2 separate regions of the Columba livia genome follow, and region 1 is linked to region 2. Evidence: chromatin contacts called from public Hi-C data. All regions are on one chromosome and are shown on one strand. The core of a region is the stretch at or near the end of the contact, and the rest is flanking DNA. Distances in the headings are between cores, read along the strand shown.

Evidence for each region. A called contact is a pair of places that touch in the nucleus more often than the background predicts.
Region 1: a contact with region 2 is called in a Hi-C map of crop, with 1.6 times the contacts expected there. The contact joins the promoter of DLX6 here to the enhancer-like site in region 2. A contact is called at or near these places in 2 of 2 Hi-C or Micro-C datasets (crop and liver).

What each region holds. Positions count from the first base shown.
Region 1 is chr2:27,524,259-27,526,958 of bColLiv1.pat.W.v2, forward strand. DLX6 (distal-less homeobox 6) reads left to right here and starts at 1,422. Exons shown (of 3, transcript XM_065051132.1): 1 at 1,422-2,139. The coding sequence starts at 1,776. LOC135578439 reads right to left here and starts at 1,411. Exons shown (of 2, transcript XM_065051131.1): 1 at 156-1,411. All of the region lies in intron 2 of LOC135578440 (a long non-coding RNA gene), which reads right to left.
Region 2 is chr2:27,385,123-27,387,822 of bColLiv1.pat.W.v2, forward strand. No RefSeq gene overlaps it. Among named protein-coding and RNA genes, the nearest start is that of SLC25A13, 100 kb to the left of the region's middle. Within about 2 kb of position 1,264, at least 2 of the 3 cell types and tissues checked have an H3K27ac peak away from gene starts, as active enhancers do.

The DNA.
Region 1 (2,700 bases), core at 172-2,671, 140 kb after region 2:
GCCCTGGGTCTGGGGATGTCTCTGGGCTGTGCGGGGTTTTGCGGCTGCTGGTACCCGTGTTGGTTTTCAAAACCCGAAGCCTCCAGCCCGTTTCCCTATCTAGAGCAACTTTCGGATTTCTCAAGGCTTAGCGAGTTCCGCCGGGTCCTTCCTACCTCAGTCCTCTCCGGTGGGGTCTGTCTCTGGAGTTCATGCTTAGCTGGACGCGAGGAGATTTAAGCCAGGGAAAGAGGGGGAAAAAAGAGAGAGGGAGTGAGAGAGAGAGAGGGGAGAGAGAGAAGAGGGGAGAGAGAGAGATCCTCTGCAGTGCTGGATCAAACTTAATGTCTTTCCCCAGTCCATCTTTGTAAGAGAAGTGGTAATACCACCTGGATGTTCGGATATAAATCCCCTTGCAAATAATAAATGGATTAATAATAACAAGGTATGAAGTTCTTTTTATAGAAAAAAGGAGAGAATTGAAACTAAATGCGGCAGTTAGACAACCATTTTGATAAGAGGATAATTGAGGCGACACTGGTGTATAATTAGAGGATAATTTATGCTATATCCACTTTTATTCCACCTCCCAAAATAAACCCAGTCCATAATCATTACAGGCAAATTGTTCTGAATTTTATAGCAGCAATTTGAACAAAGTACTGCAGTTAATCATGGGAGATTTTTGTGTATTCCTGATTAGAAGTCTAATTGCCTCCTTCCAGAAAGTAAAAATAACTGTAAAACGACTCTATTTTTATCATTAACAATGTTGACAATAAAATAAAATCAACTGGAATTGTAATCTAAAGACAAATTTAGGGCGCAGGCGCTTTTTTTTCTATTTTTTTTTTTCCTTGGGTCGTTTATATACTAATCAAGCTTTTGCCAAAACCGCCAACCGCACGTAGCCATTTGCATATATTTGAAAGCGATTACGGGAGCTGCTGCTGCCGCCGCTGCTTTCAGCCGGGGAAAAAAAAAAAGAAAGGAAAAGAAAATGAAAATGCGCTGCGCGTCGTTTCGCCACAGCGAAAATACCGCGCAAGGGAGGGGAGGGGGGGTGTCTTGTGTTGAGGGGCTCTGTGATTTGGGAGGGTGGCGAGGGGGATGGGAACAGGCTCTCCCCTTTTCCCCCACCCGCGCGCGTTCCGCACCCCGCGCGCGGGTGGGGGAAAAGGGAGGGGGGTTAGGGGGGGGAGGGGGCGGGCGCGGGTAGCGCGCGCGTTGCCGGCGCGGCGGGGCGGTGACGTCAGGGGGTTGAGTGACCAATGAGGGAGGCGCTGCCCTCCGGAGACGAACCATTCGACTTGTGCGCGTCCCTGCCCTTCAAGTCGAAGCGCAGGAGCCCCCAACTTTCCCGGCTCCCACCTTAACCCCCCACTCCTCTCGCCGCCCCCCCCCAGAAAAAAAAAAAAAAACAACTAAAAAAAAAAAACAACCACCCCACGCGCCGGAGCGGGGGGGGGGGGGGGTGAAGGGAAAGAGCGGCGTAAAAAAGCGCCGGGAGTAGCCCGCCCTCCCCCTCCACACACCCCGCACACCGCCCTCCCCTTCCTCCCCTCCCTCAGTGAACGAGGCCCCTCGCACAACGGCTCCTTGGAGAGAAAGGGGGGGGGAAGAAAAAAAAAAGGCGGAAAAGAAAAAAAAAAAAAAAAGAAAAGAAATTAAATTAAATCACCGCCGCCTCTCCAGCGGTGCCGCGGCGGGTAAGGGGAGCGGCGGTGGCTGGGCAGAGAGGAGGCAGAGCGCGGGGGGCGAGCCGGGGAGCGCCGCGCTCTCCCTCCCAAACTTTGATGATGACCATGACTACGATGGCTGACGGGCTGGACGCGCAAGACTCCTCCAAATCCGCCTTCATGGAGTTCGGGCAGCAGCAGCCGCCGCCGCCGCAGCCGCCGCCGCCGCCGCCTCACTCCCAGCAGAGCTCGCCGGCCATGGCCGGCGCCCACTATCCGCTGCACTGCCTGCACTCCGCCGCCGGCTCGCACCCGCACCACCAGCATCACCACCACAGCTCGCCCTACTCCGGCAGCGCCGGCTCCTACAACCACCGCTCTCTGGCCGCCTACCCCTACGTGAGCCACTCGCAGCACAGCCCTTACCTTCAGTCCTACCACAACAGCAGCGCGGCCAGCCAGACGCGGGCGGACGATGCAGGTGAGCCGGCACCGGTTCTCTAACCCGCTGCCAGCTTCTTCCCCATCCCTCCATCCCCGGGCCTCTCTCCGGCCACCCCCGGCCACCTGCATAACAAACCCCGTCGTGCCCCCCGCTCCTGCCAGGGGAGATGCCGGCCCTGGGGTGCGCGGGGCGACGGGTAGAGAAGGGGGTTGATTGTTCCTGCGGCCCTTCTGCGGGCCTACTGCTCCGGTACCTGGCGGCGAGGCCGCCGCACTCTACCCCAGCCGGCGGTTGCTGCCGGCAGTACCGCGGCGCTGGGCACCGGCGCCTCCCCGTTCGCCCCGTGGCCGGCGGGCAGGGGGCTGCGCACGGCGCTCCTTTGTTACGGCGGGACCGGCTTTAGGCAAAATTCCTGCTAACACCTGAGGAGTGAAAGTTTCCAGGCGAGCGGGTCGCATTCCGCTCGGGGGCCGTCTGATTTATGTATTTTTTTTTGCAGAAAACCGCTCATTTGTACGTATTCATCCGGAGGGGCACGGCAGGGGGGGCAAGGGGAGGAAAGCATTGTTAAATGTCTCGGACTGGTGATTCACTGAC
Region 2 (2,700 bases), core at 14-2,513:
TGCAAAGGTGAACGGGAAGGGGAGGCAGGGAGCATTTGGAAGCCCATTAAATGAGGGCTTATCATCCCATTTATGTAAATCACTTCAAATGCCTTCATTTATTAAAAGTATTAAACTGCATTACTGTTTGGTCTCCTAATTTGGTTGCTAATGTCTAAGACAACTGTTGAAATTAATTTGAAATTAATGTTCCTATGTAATTACTTAATGAATCTCACATTCACTGCCCTTAGCTCTCAATTGACAAAGGATCTCACCCACAGCATGTAAGAGGTTGGAATACTAGCTGTGATTTTTAAACGGTTGCTAAATTACAGTTTGCAAATATTTTACATTTATATCACACACTTCATCTTGAAGGATCTTGGTGTGTTTGAAATGTTACATAACATTCATTCTTTAATAAAATTCCATCACAAAAACTTTCTGGGCATCAATCTTCTTGCTCCTCTGCATGCCTTGGAATTAAATCAAATTTAGCTGTATTATTATCGAAACACAGGATCATGCGTGTATTAAGAGATTACCAGGGCTGTAAAGTCAGACACTAAAAAGATAGGAAATGCTGGAACTGTAGGTCTGTGCAATATAAATTCCTTTTTCCATACATATGTATTCTCATAGTCTTTAATTTTATGATCATATATTTTCCTACACTCGCCCTGTTCCCCAGGGGACTTGTTAGTCCTTGTTAGTGTTCAAGAAAAAAGCAGGCTAAGAGAAAATAAGGTTCAAGAAAAAGCTAGCAGGGGAAGGTAGCAACTTGTGGAGTCCTTGCCTCATTCCCTACAAAAGCTGCAAGGTTGTAATGCATGTTCCTCCTTTTCTGGGTGGCTGACTTGATACCCCATAAATCCTGATCAGCAGAAATGCTGAATATGCACAGCAGTAACTGAAGCTAAAGAAACATTTGAATGGGCAGAGCATTTTACATGCTACCAAATCCAGGGAAACATGAAGTCCTGGGGTCTCACACCCAGCACTTAAAATTAGCGTACACTTCAAAGAGGGGAAAACATTTCTCCATCTCCCAGGGATGGTGGAAAACGTATTAGAGCATTTGCAAAGCACACAGACTGCTGTGATACAGAGACCCGCATTCACCCGTTCTGTACAGCACGGCCTGGACACAATGCAATAAGCGGGGAACAGGACACACTGTGACCCAGGAGCAGAAAGTATCCAGGAAAGCTGCTCCTGCTGTTGTGCAAACAGAGGGAGGCAAGGACCTGATGGGGAAACGAGGCTTTTCTGACACGTAAGAGCTGGACTGAAGGCTTTCTAGGCAGCCTTAACTCTAACTGCTCACCATTTTGTGTGCTTATCTGTGACTTCGCATTTCTCCTTAAGTGTGCGTAGTTTCTGAAGGAGAAAGCCAAACTCACTAGCAGCCGTGCACCCTTGAGAACTCTCCCCTGAGTTAGGTGAACAACACTTTGCCTTTGAACACCCTCAGCATCTAGGCCAGAGCCAGTCAGCCTTCCCCACGCTGCAGACCCCCCCAGTGTCCATGGAGAGCAGAGCTGTAGGTGGGTAAACACACACAGCCGCCGGCATGGCTCACACTGGTGACACTGTGCCCAAGAACCTCACAGTTCGGCTGATGGACAGGCTGGTGAGGAGGTTGTGTTACCAAACACAGGCCCATGTAAACCTCTTTGTGACCTGAATCTTCTTCCCACAACAGGGAGTGGAGACTCCCCCGTAGCCCACACCCAGGCAATCACCACGCACACATCTCCACATACTGTCCTACTTCCTTAAGTACAAAGCCCAACCTCTCCTGTGCTCAGATCTTTGCCAAACCTCTCTCCCCACATTTCCACCCTTGCCAGGCTGCAGATCCTCCTTCCCAAATCCCCATCTTCTCTCAGCATGCCCTCCCTCAAAGCATTCCCACCTCCCACACTTCACGTATTCAGTTAACAGAGATTCCTGGAGCACCTCCAGGAAGGACCTCTAATGAAAACCTCTCCCAGCATGGCCAATCTAAAAATTTCAACCCTCCAAGCACACAGGAAGATTAGTTCCTTTTAAAGCCACATAGGCAGGTAAATTAGGGTGAGTTGCTGCAGTGACACCCTGTACAGCCACCTCAACTTCCCTCTACAACACCTAAGCTGTCAAAGCTGGAGAAAAATGAGCAAAAAGTCCAGCTTCAGTCCCAAAAACAGCCGGGTTGTTCACAAATTTTTTGAAAGAAACATAACAACCAACATGAAGTAGAAAGATTCCCCAGTCATTTTCATAGTAGTAAGCTTAAAATAAGAGGACCGATACGAACAACTCAAACTTCAGGGCAAAAAAATTAAGAACAGCGTAGTGATTTATACAGCCCACAAGCCTCCATGAAAGGCCTGGTTTTGCAATGAGCTACATTCTCATACCACTTCACACGTGACTTCTTGTTTACTCCTCTGCAACACAATTCTCTTATGCAGACAGCATTATATCATTGTATCACCAAACTGACCTTCAAAGCAGATTGCTTGCTTTTTTTGTTTGTTTGTTTCCAGCTGGGGGTTCCATGTCATGTCCTAGCAGCTGAAGGTTATTGCCTCAGCCTAGGCTTCCCTTCCAACTCTGCTTTTGGGAAAAAAACCAGGAAAATATACAAATGCAAGACAACTGTGGCTCAGCAAAAACATTTCCTCAAGGCGAAGATGCTTTTCTGCCTCCATGGCTTCCTCCTGCTGTTAG